2 separate regions of the Gasterosteus aculeatus genome follow, and region 1 is linked to region 2. A link is a contact called in public Hi-C data. All regions are on one chromosome and are shown on one strand. Each heading gives the region's core, a stretch centred on a gene start, on an enhancer-like site or on the middle of the called end of the contact. The rest is flanking DNA. Distances are from core to core; before and after follow the strand shown.

Region 1 (5,168 bases), core at 942-3,441, 290 kb before region 2:
TACTTGACATTCATAGTTCTTTATTATCTGCTAATTAGCTCTGGTTTGAGACTTCAGAAATCAGCGCACTTGATCCGGTGGCTGTGTTTCAGTGTAATTCACTCAATTTCACAGAAGATTAACATAGACGGACGGATACATAGATGGATAGATGGATAGAAAGGTGGATTGGTAGGCTGGCAACTAGATACCTAAAGGATTGTATTGAAATAATTCAAACATTCATAAAGTACACGCTATATACTTGCTGTACTGTAGATTCATGTGAAACGTATCATGCAAACTCAAGGGTTTTAGACGCTAAAAATACATTTTGCTAGTGGAGTTTACACATGTCAAAATGACCAAACATGATGCTACAGAAAGGCTCTTCTTAACACTCCACTAGATGGTGCTAATGATTTTCCAACCCCATTTTTTATAAGCAGATTGATGTTGTTTTTGGAATTCAGTAAAATAAAAAGGAAGGAGGTCTTTCAAAGGATCGGCCTGGTACATTCTCTATAACCAACAAAAAACTATGTATGATTGCTATTCGACAACCAGATATTAAAGCGTGTTTAAAAGGTATTTAAAAAAAGAAAGAAAAGAGCATGATGGAAAGAGTACAACTTAGATCCAACATATCACTGTATGTAAACTATTATTTCTCAGCCTATTCATCTTACAGGAATGCAACGCATCTTCCTCTCCTACAAATAATGCAAGTGTATGACGCTGCTGCTTGTAGGTAAAGTACTGGTGCCACAGCCTGTGTTCATTTGCACATTGTTGTGAATAACACCTGTAGGTACCTCATAGAGTCAGAAGGTCGTCAGCAGGAGACAACAGCAGGTTGTCTCTTGCTGTTGTGTACATCTACTGATGATGAATACATCCATATGCATACTTCAAGGCCACTTTGACTCCACAAAGCCTCGCAGCCGCTCTGAGGAAGTCAGGTGCTGCACTTTCACATCAGAACAATGCACATCTAAGCACAGGCTCCGCAGCGCTCTGTGGGGAATAGGGAGGAGTCTTTGTCTTGCTTTCAAACCCTTTGATATCTCCTGGTGGGAAGTACGGACTGAGTTAGGGGTGGAGGTATTTGCAGGTAAAAGATGGGGGACAAAAATACCGAAGTGAGACAGAGAAAGAGCGAGCGAACAAGGCAGATTGGGGGAGCCATCATTCCTGCGTCTACATTTAGCTGCTCACCAGATTGCTCAGAACATTGGCTAGTTTGAGGTTATTTACGTGCTTCACTGTGAAACACTGTTGTGCGAGTAAGACACAGTTGGGGGTAAAATGATGAAGGAAAAGAACAGTCCAGCATTTAAACCACACTAAGAACCTTGAGACATTGTAGTTGCATCTCGTGACATGTGATCCTGAGTAGTGTGTCCTGTGCCATGTCACTTTATTATTGGCTCCATCCACAGTACCTCTTTTTCCATTACTTGTATCGTCGTGATGCTGTGAATTTATTATATATACAATACATTACTTGGCTTTAAGCTGATATTATCATTATGTTCTTTTAAAGAATGGCAGAAGTGATGTGTAAGGTGAAAGGGGATGTTCGTAGAGGTTCACTCATTATCAAAGTTCCTCTCAGCTCTTTGGAAAATGTCGTTATCTTTTAACTCAACGGCCGGTTTACAGGCTCTGAACTTTCCTTCATTCTGTTCACTGTTGTCACCCTCACCAGCTTTGTTGTGTAAACACAGTGAAATACTTCACCGCTAGGGACACAAGTATTTCCCCAGACCCCAGACCAGCACTAACGTTGCTAAAAAAAACTACTGTGTGCAAACAAATGTATGATATCAATTTAAAAGGGGATAAGAAATCAGTGTGTACTTATATCATCCTGCATTTTTCCAAATTGGAGAGAACAGCAGCTCTAACTTGATGTATCACAGCTTTACTAACTTAAACTTGATATGTAATGATGTGTGCTTATAAAGCGTGAACTTGGCTTCCGGCCGTTTATGAATGTATACATAATGGAAGTCCTGATCCCTCTTGGGAGTTGGGCAGTTTGATATGTTGAAGTAACCGCATTAATCTCCATACCTGTTCAATGAAGGAAATGCTGCCCAAGTCTGGGACGCTGGTCAACGTGGTACCACAGTGCAGCGCCGCCCCCATCACCTTCAACGGGTCGGTGAAGGTCACTCTTCGGCTCGGATGTGTGTCTACTCCCTGACATACAAGCCGACCAAAGTCACTGTGGACCAGATGGACCCTGATGTGGAGCGCTGGATCAAGTGGAGCGTTATCAGACCACCCACTCTGGCTGACATAAGCTGTGAGAGCTAAGCGTATTAGGAGGCGGGGGGTCCACGGGGACTATAGAGACACTTCGGAGTAATAAACTCATCAGGAGAGAGACAGATACACCTGTTCACTACAGGGTGACTGAGACAGAGGGCACCGAGGGGGAAGGAGCGGGATGGAATGAGGGGTGGTTTGTAGCGTGCACAGGCAGAAAGAAGAAGATAGCGGCTGGGGAGAGAGAGATAAAGACGAAGCGACAGGGACTCTCAGCTACGGAGGGTGAGACTGTGACCATCCCGAAAGTCAAAATCGCCTTAGACAAGACAAACAGAGCTGGCCTAGTTGAGTCTAAATCAAGCCAAACACCAAAGGGGAGATCTCAAGTCGTGTTTTCTTATCCCCAGTCTGTTGGAATCAAAATGACAAAGTGAAGTGTTTTTGAGTTGGAGAGAAAAAAAAATTCCAAAGTTAATTTAGGGACTATTATTAAGCCTATTTGTTTGATATCAGGCACGATTGAGAGTCAATATAACCAACTCTCTACGTTTTGACCTTGAGATATTATGTGGCAACATGACATGGCTTTCAAAAGGCAAATTCAAAGCGGTATTGTAGCAGCCTTGACAGTCACAAGCCGCTAACACATACAGGCAGCCGTGTAGAGAGAGGGGGGGGGGAAGCAAAGACGATCATGTCTGAATAAAGTGAGATGAGATGTGAAAAACGAGGAGCGGGGAACGAATCCTCTCTGTGCATACAGTACGCTCAATTCAAGACAAATATAGACACTCTACTAGGTCACCTATATAAATTGGTCGGTAATTTTCAACAATCCTGCAACACTTCTGAATTTCCAGAAATAATGCATTGACCCATATGATTCTCCTCTGTAGAAAATCACTTTGACCTATTTTACCGTTGTGAAGTCCATATTTGTCTTTCTACCTTTTAGGATATAACTGAATGGATTAGATGGAACCAAATAACACCTTTTGACAGGTGTTCATACAGTGAAGCACCTCCTTGCAAGAGTCTAGTTAATAAAGTATTGTTTATGTTTGGGGCTTAGGTACGCTTGAGATAACTGTGTTGCCTCTTATTATGTTAAAAGGCAAATTCCTTCCCTTTTCACAAGGCAAATATCCTCAGCAGGAGCAGGTTTATTAAAGTACTCTGTCAATCGTTTTAGTCTATTGTTTTGCTCTATTTTGTGTTGATATTGGGGACCACATGAAATTCAGTGAAATTACAGATCGCCCTGCATCACTGTATCCTAACGCATTTTTTTCAAGAAGAGTAATGCACATAGCTTGTGTGCTTTTTAAAGCTCTTTGCACCTCACATGTTTGCAGGAGGGCAATGACTTCCTCGACTTCCAATAAAAAAATTAACAGAGTGCAGAAAAGCACCCAACTTCATTAGTGGGTTTTTTTCTCATTGTGGTGACCTTTCTGGATGTCCTATGATTTTATTATTCCTTCAAAGCCTGCCTTTGTGGAGCTCACCCCCCGTGTTTACCAGAGTAGATGGTAGGATCCAGACTGCGAAAATAATTTCCAGTCCTTGTCTGTATAGTGAGGAATAAGGTAGTAGGTTTCTGCCAGGCTGTGTGTGTCATTGCTGGATTTTATTTCAGATTTCTTTTAATATAATGCATCCTTTTATTAATAGACTCCTGCCAACAACTTTTTTTGTACTAGTGTCATTGTTCATCCTACCATTCAGTGGTTTCACGGTCACACAAAGCCTTTTCTCTCTTTTGTTGAACGGCACATTCGCAGAAGCAGACGAAAATACAAAAGTAATTCTGGAAAAAAAAATAGATCATCCAAACTAACCAATCCGGTATTACTGTCAAAAGATTTGTTGCGTCAATCTAAACATTTTTGACGTCCTTGTATGAAAATGGTTGAGTCAGTAAAAGCAGATGAGGCGGGGGGGAAATCACATCCCGGCGCCTCTCAGGGATGTGTGCTCTCCCCACTGAGCTTCTCCATCTACACCAACAACCTTTCCTCAGCAGACCAGTCGGTTGAACCCCTGGAACTTCTAAACATCCTGCCCACAGCCGTCACTGCTCGGTTTGGATCTGCCACCGAACAGGGTAAGAACAACAAAGACAATCATTGTTGCCACCCTGCCCTCTATCTACGTCCATCTCCAGGAAACATAAGCGAGGAACCATCCCACCCTGGATACAACCTGTTTCAGCTTCTCCGTTCTGGCGGGCGCTAAACAGCACAGTGCGGCACAACAACCAACCCAAAGAACAGTTCTTCCCGCAGGCTCCCACAGGTCACCCTGTAACTTGACCTGCCAGATGGATTGTAGCGCAGAACCCTCCGAGACGCTGTTGTGAAAAACTGTTTAGAAAAGGGCAGGCGCTTAAAAAAAAGAAATACCCGGCAGGCGATTGGAGGAACCATCTGTCAATCAAACCATTGCCAAAGCAAGTCAGGACAGGCGGGGAAAAAATCTATCACTAATAAAAGCCATGCAGGAGAGCTCTTTGTTATTCTTTCAATAAAAGGATACTCGCCGGTTATAGGTGATGCTTTTGAAGCGTTTTTTAAACCTTACAATATTGTCTCAAGTAGTGTAGTAGTCCTCGCTCTGTGCCGCCTTATACGCATCTAAAACGCAGCCGGAAAAATAGATGCTTGGGAACGCTTGAGCAGTGTGACGGTGTTGTACTCGGGGTTTTTTGGCGTGACTTCCGTGTGTCTACATTGACGACAATGAATTCTGGCGAAAGGAATATTGCACTTGAGAAAGTATCACCCTCCCTAAAACGTACGTATTTCACACGTTACTAGTTGTGAGGCTCTTTTGTTTAATGGTGCTTGAGTGCAAAGACTTGAATCAAACCTGTTATTAGCGTTATCATCCCTAGTGCAATTCTCTGG
Region 2 (4,991 bases), core at 600-3,099:
AGTGAAAAAACACTTGTGCTAAAAGGACATTTTCGCCACATGACCTCAAGGACTCTGGGTTTGATCCGCCCTGCCGTGGAGCCGGCTAAACCCTTAACATCAACATAAGACTGCAAATGTCATCTCCAACGCGTTCGAAACCCACAGCTCTTACACACGTGTGCAGCGATGCAGGTTAAATACACATCGGCAGTCGATGCGAACGGTTTAACACACATCAAACCCGAACGTTCAACCAGCCCTGAACAATCAGCTCAGTCGGCAAACACATTATTTACACTTGCATTCGGGCTGGTAACTGTCAGACATGTGGTCATCAGCCAATCAGTGGGAGTGGATGATGGCAGGATTTAAAAACCACTGCTGCACCGCCCCCTTCCCACAATTGTAAACCAGAACCTCTGAATGGCAGCGGGAAGGGAACGGACTTGTGGAGCACTCTCATGAGTATGCAAGTTGAGAGTGAATGAAGTCTATCAGTGTCGTGCTGAAGCCTCCTGCCTAAAAGAGGGGTGTGTTAGTGTGTGTGTGTGTGTGTGTGTGTTGTAGTTGTTTGAAAGCTTTGGAAATGAGAGCCCTACTTGAGAAACCGAATAACAGAACACTGACGCTTTTATCCAAATATCCCAGACAAATAGGGAAAACATTTACCAGAAGGACAAAACGTTGGTGTGTGTATGTGTGTGATAGTAGGAAGGACATGGATTAGCGTAAAGGCTAAACCCTGTGCTAATTTTAACCTTTTGGTTTCCACGTCACGGTTTTACACACACAGACATTCTTCCATGTAAAGATTACATTGAAGGCGAGAGAGATTCTGACTGTTCTCTCTGCAAGGTGGAGAATGTAAAGGTGTCAAGTAAGAACCCTGCGCGTGCATCTCCTCCTCTATTCTGCAGCTCGCTTTCACCTGCATTTCCTCGGGCAGCACTTCGAAATTAATTCAAGTAACTGGGGGGGAAAAGTTACAATAAAAAGGTCATTGTCTCATATCTTTCTATATAAAGTATTTGATCTATTCACTACCGCCTCGGCGCACCTTCTCCCCAGTTGATTCCGCGTTTGACTGTGTGCAGGTGCGCGTGTCCACAGGTGGTGTCGGGGACCGAGACGCTCGTGGATGAGCACGAAGGGGCCTCCCATTCAGCGGGCCATACTTACAAACTTTGGTTTTCGGTCTCCCTCGTCGTAACACGAGCTGGCGCTGGAGGAAGCCTTCTTCTTCTGGAGTTTACCGGATTCAAACCGCTGACCGTAACCGTCCATGTTGTTGACCTTAAAAAAAAAGCTACTGACCCGGACACGAGCTAATCGCCGTTGACGTTAACGTAGGACCTCGTAATGTAACGTCTTCGTTGCGTTTCGCACGCGCCCTAAACTGGTGAAGACCACACGGGCCGAAAATAAACATTAACGTTTTCTCCTCGCGCGTTGAATTCGGCGGACAGCTGAAGCGAAGGTCGCCTTGCGCAAATTACATCCCTTGTTCAAAATAAGAGATGCGCATACGTAACCGTATATGTCCAAGTCTGCACTAGCTAGCGATAGCAAGTGCGCTAAACTATCATTGACCGGTGGCTTTACTTAGCGCTAATCCAATTTATGGATTGTCACATTACGTTAAACGGTGCCGATAGCAGGGGAACTGCTGTTTACAACGTACCGGTTTCCTCCTCTGGCAGGTCTTATGCGTCCTTCAATACTAAGCTGTAGCATCATGACAAACTAACGTTAGCTGAATCGTTGGCCGTACACACTTATGGGGCAGATATTTTTTGACAGACCCGCGCAATGGGGATGCGAGCCACGCGAATTTAATCCAACCAATAGCGTGCACCAAATGACGTACAACCCCCTCTGTGTACGGTTGAAAGGGCATTTGATTGGCCGCAACGAGCTGTCGATCAACTCTACCTCGTGTTGGCTCGTTTTAGTTACCCGGGTTTCCCGTGTATTCGAAAGGCGTTTGGAACCTAACTCCGTAGAAATGGTTACAGTCGGTTTGCAGTCGTTTGTGTGATCTAACTCCGCATCATTTTAATCATGTGAATCAACCCACAGATACATTTTTCTAGAATTGAATTAAAAACCACAGAAGGTGATGAAAACAAGCGTAACATGTACTTCAAAATACACTACCGTTATTGAGGCGTGTCCTTTATATAACTCAGTTCAAAACGAAACGCAGTCATCCAACACAAGGTTTTGGAGGCAAACCAAGACTTAAAAACTATTCAAATTATTCTTTAATATGGCAGCTTCTTTTTAGCTTTATGCGGTTATTAAGACAAAAGATATCCTGAAAGATTTATTCAGCTGTATGTGCCATAACAGGCCTCATGTTGCTCACGGTTAACAGGTTGCAGGTGGACACTGTCTTTTAGTGATTGCAAAAACAGATCTTGGATAAGAAAAAAAAGATCAGTGTTTTTGTGTCTTTGGTACCACTCACTTGTCAGATATCATGCAAGATTTTGATGTAGATCATAGACAATGTTTTGCCCTTCTTCCCATACTTGCCTGTCATGATGCAGGATTAAATTCACCTTTCGGTTATCATTCACAGTCCGGGCTGGAACCCAACTGATGCTTTCCTTTTTTTCCCAGCTTTTATTCAATCAGGTTGTTTTACACTTATTGCTTCACGCTGTTGGCTTTTAGCTTTGTTTGGGCATTTAAAAGACAGCCTAGAGCTACAGTAAAATCCCAAATAGCCCAGCTTGTCTGATGCAAACTGCTATCAGGTGGTGTCATGCAACAAACAGAAACTTTCGGGAGATCCCAGTCCTATGCTCTACTCAAACAATGATCTGCTCCACCAACAAACACAGTTTCAGAGAGAGCTCTTCTATGTGTTTGTGAATTTCAAGGGGAATATAAATAAATAGTTTGCCACACATATAACAAATGCAACTACACGGCTCATCCAGCGCTGATGTTGCGCTTGATGCGGCTGGAACTTTCTTTCAGGGAACACGCGTAACCTGATTGTAATGGGATGAAAGCCACAAGTAGCACTAACCTTTGACCTACCTTTGTTTTTCCAGACAGCTAAGGCACATGCTAATCGTCCTCTGACCTCTGCACCGGAGTCAAATGCTAGTAAGACATGTAAAGACCATCCTAAAACTTTAACAACAGGTGCTTGCATGTTTGATTGGCAGCTTAAAAAAAAGAGAGCAAGAAATGTACTTAACAAACAGGTCGCATATTTCAGCTTTTTCTGAGCTCATGTAATTTGCTACTGTTATATTGCCAGCATCAATCTTATACAAGTGGAGCAGCGTTTCAGTATAATTATATTAAGCTATTACTGTGTCAATTTGCAAAAATGCAATAGACAGGGACAAATTCTCACATATGGTAAACCTTCATACAAATGGACATTTTAATAAGCACGGTTTGTGTATGAGGGGCTGGAAACCAGGTTAGCGCATTTTTAGTAACAACATTTTCTTATATTTGTTGTTTTTGTTTTTATTCCAAAGCAAGACTTAAAGCCTAATGTTGCTATTGAATAAAACCGCCAGGATATAAAATGTGACTTTTTTTAAATCCAACCTCCTGAAATCTTGTTATCTTCAAAGACCTTTCTTCTTTGAGTCACTGAAAGGCTGTCGACATGGCTGCCAGCAGTGTGTTAACGCTCTCTATTCTAGTCAAACACAAGACTTGGGGCATTGTGTCTTTCTAATTCTATAAATCGGAAAATAAGAGGTCTAGCATTCAAAATTGGTCAAAGAATTGCCACAAAAGTATACAATCAGAAAAAAGGGGCAAAATAATACAAATCTTATCGTGTCTGTATTGATAATGACGTTCATCTCTGCCATTTAAAGAGAAAGTCCATATTCAGAAAATCCATTTAAGCGAGCTTGATTCTTAATTCGAGACAACATTGTCAATTCATGAACACATACAAAAAGGTTTAATTCATTCAAATAGATCCGTAGTTAAAAATGTATGTCTCAAGTTGTATGCATGAACACAATGAAACCATGTTCCATGCGGTCTATTTTTTACAGAACAAGAATTAATCTTTTACTAGGAGAATACCACTGAAAGAAAGGCTTTGACTCAGTAAGGGAAATGTTATCCTCACAATGAAGCTTGGTAGTGGACTTTTCCTGGGACTTCCTTAAATTGTTTGACACACTTCAGTGGGCTTGTACTGCCATCTTTTGGTAACAATTAGAATGGTATCCCAATATCAGGTATTTTCCTTTCTTGTGCAGTTTAAGCAGCAAGTGCTATCTGAAAATCTGTAATATGTGATGCAGATATAGGCTTTAGAAACACAGTTGACTTTACTGAAATTACCAGATACATTTATAAACGTTTTCATCAGCAGAACCCACACAAAACATTTATCAAAATAGAAATTACCTTGGTTCAGTGTATGATGTGCCAACCTTTTTCTTAAGGCGAGGAAGACGCATTTTATACAATTTCCATTTAACATGTTTCTTCCCGACAATGCCCACATTGTGCCAAAGTACTAGTTTAACCTAATTGTTGAATTAGGACAATATTTTCAAAGAGGCTCAGTTTGGTCCAACAAGGTCTTTTTAATTCTGTTTTGTTCATTTTTATGTATAAAATGGTCAATATACTATAATACGGCTTATTCATATACAGGGAAATTTGTTGATTTGTGAAAAGGCCACAAGAATGTTAGTTTATGTATTACATTTGGACTATGATTGTCGTAAGAATGAACACTGAGAACATAATCGGGAAACTGTAATTCATTAATTCACTGAATATCAGACAATGAGAAATTGTTGTCTTTACCGATGGATGCCAAAAAATTCTACCCCTGAAAAAACTAAACTATTTTAGGAGAATAAATACGACAATGGAATGAAAATGCATTTGACCCTCTCGGCACTCCGTAGGTCTCGGCTGATGACGAGTTTTACGTGGACCGAGTGGTTCAATACTCACATTAGCTTGCCGCAAGCTTTATCATCGATAGAAGGAGAACATGC

The links. Hi-C and Micro-C count contacts between places; a contact is called where the count stands out from the background.
Region 1: a contact with region 2 is called in a Hi-C map of liver, with 6 times the contacts expected there. The contact joins the enhancer-like site here to the promoter of LOC120835445 in region 2. A contact is called at or near these places in 4 of 6 Hi-C or Micro-C datasets (liver, skeletal muscle and tail fin).

What each region holds. Positions count from the first base shown.
Region 1 is chr12:8,887,909-8,893,076 of fGasAcu3.hap1.1, reverse strand. No RefSeq gene overlaps it. Among protein-coding and RNA genes, the nearest start is that of pcdh17, 6.5 kb to the right of the region's middle. Within about 2 kb of position 2,191, at least 1 of the 9 cell types and tissues checked has open chromatin away from gene starts, as enhancers often do.
Region 2 is chr12:8,593,968-8,598,958 of fGasAcu3.hap1.1, reverse strand. LOC120835445 (protein diaphanous homolog 3) reads right to left here and starts at 1,849. Exons shown (of 27, transcript XM_078085244.1): 1 at 1,162-1,849. The coding sequence starts at 1,266. tdrd3 (tudor domain containing 3) reads left to right here and starts at 4,878. Exons shown (of 13, transcript XM_040160148.2): 1 at 4,878-4,991.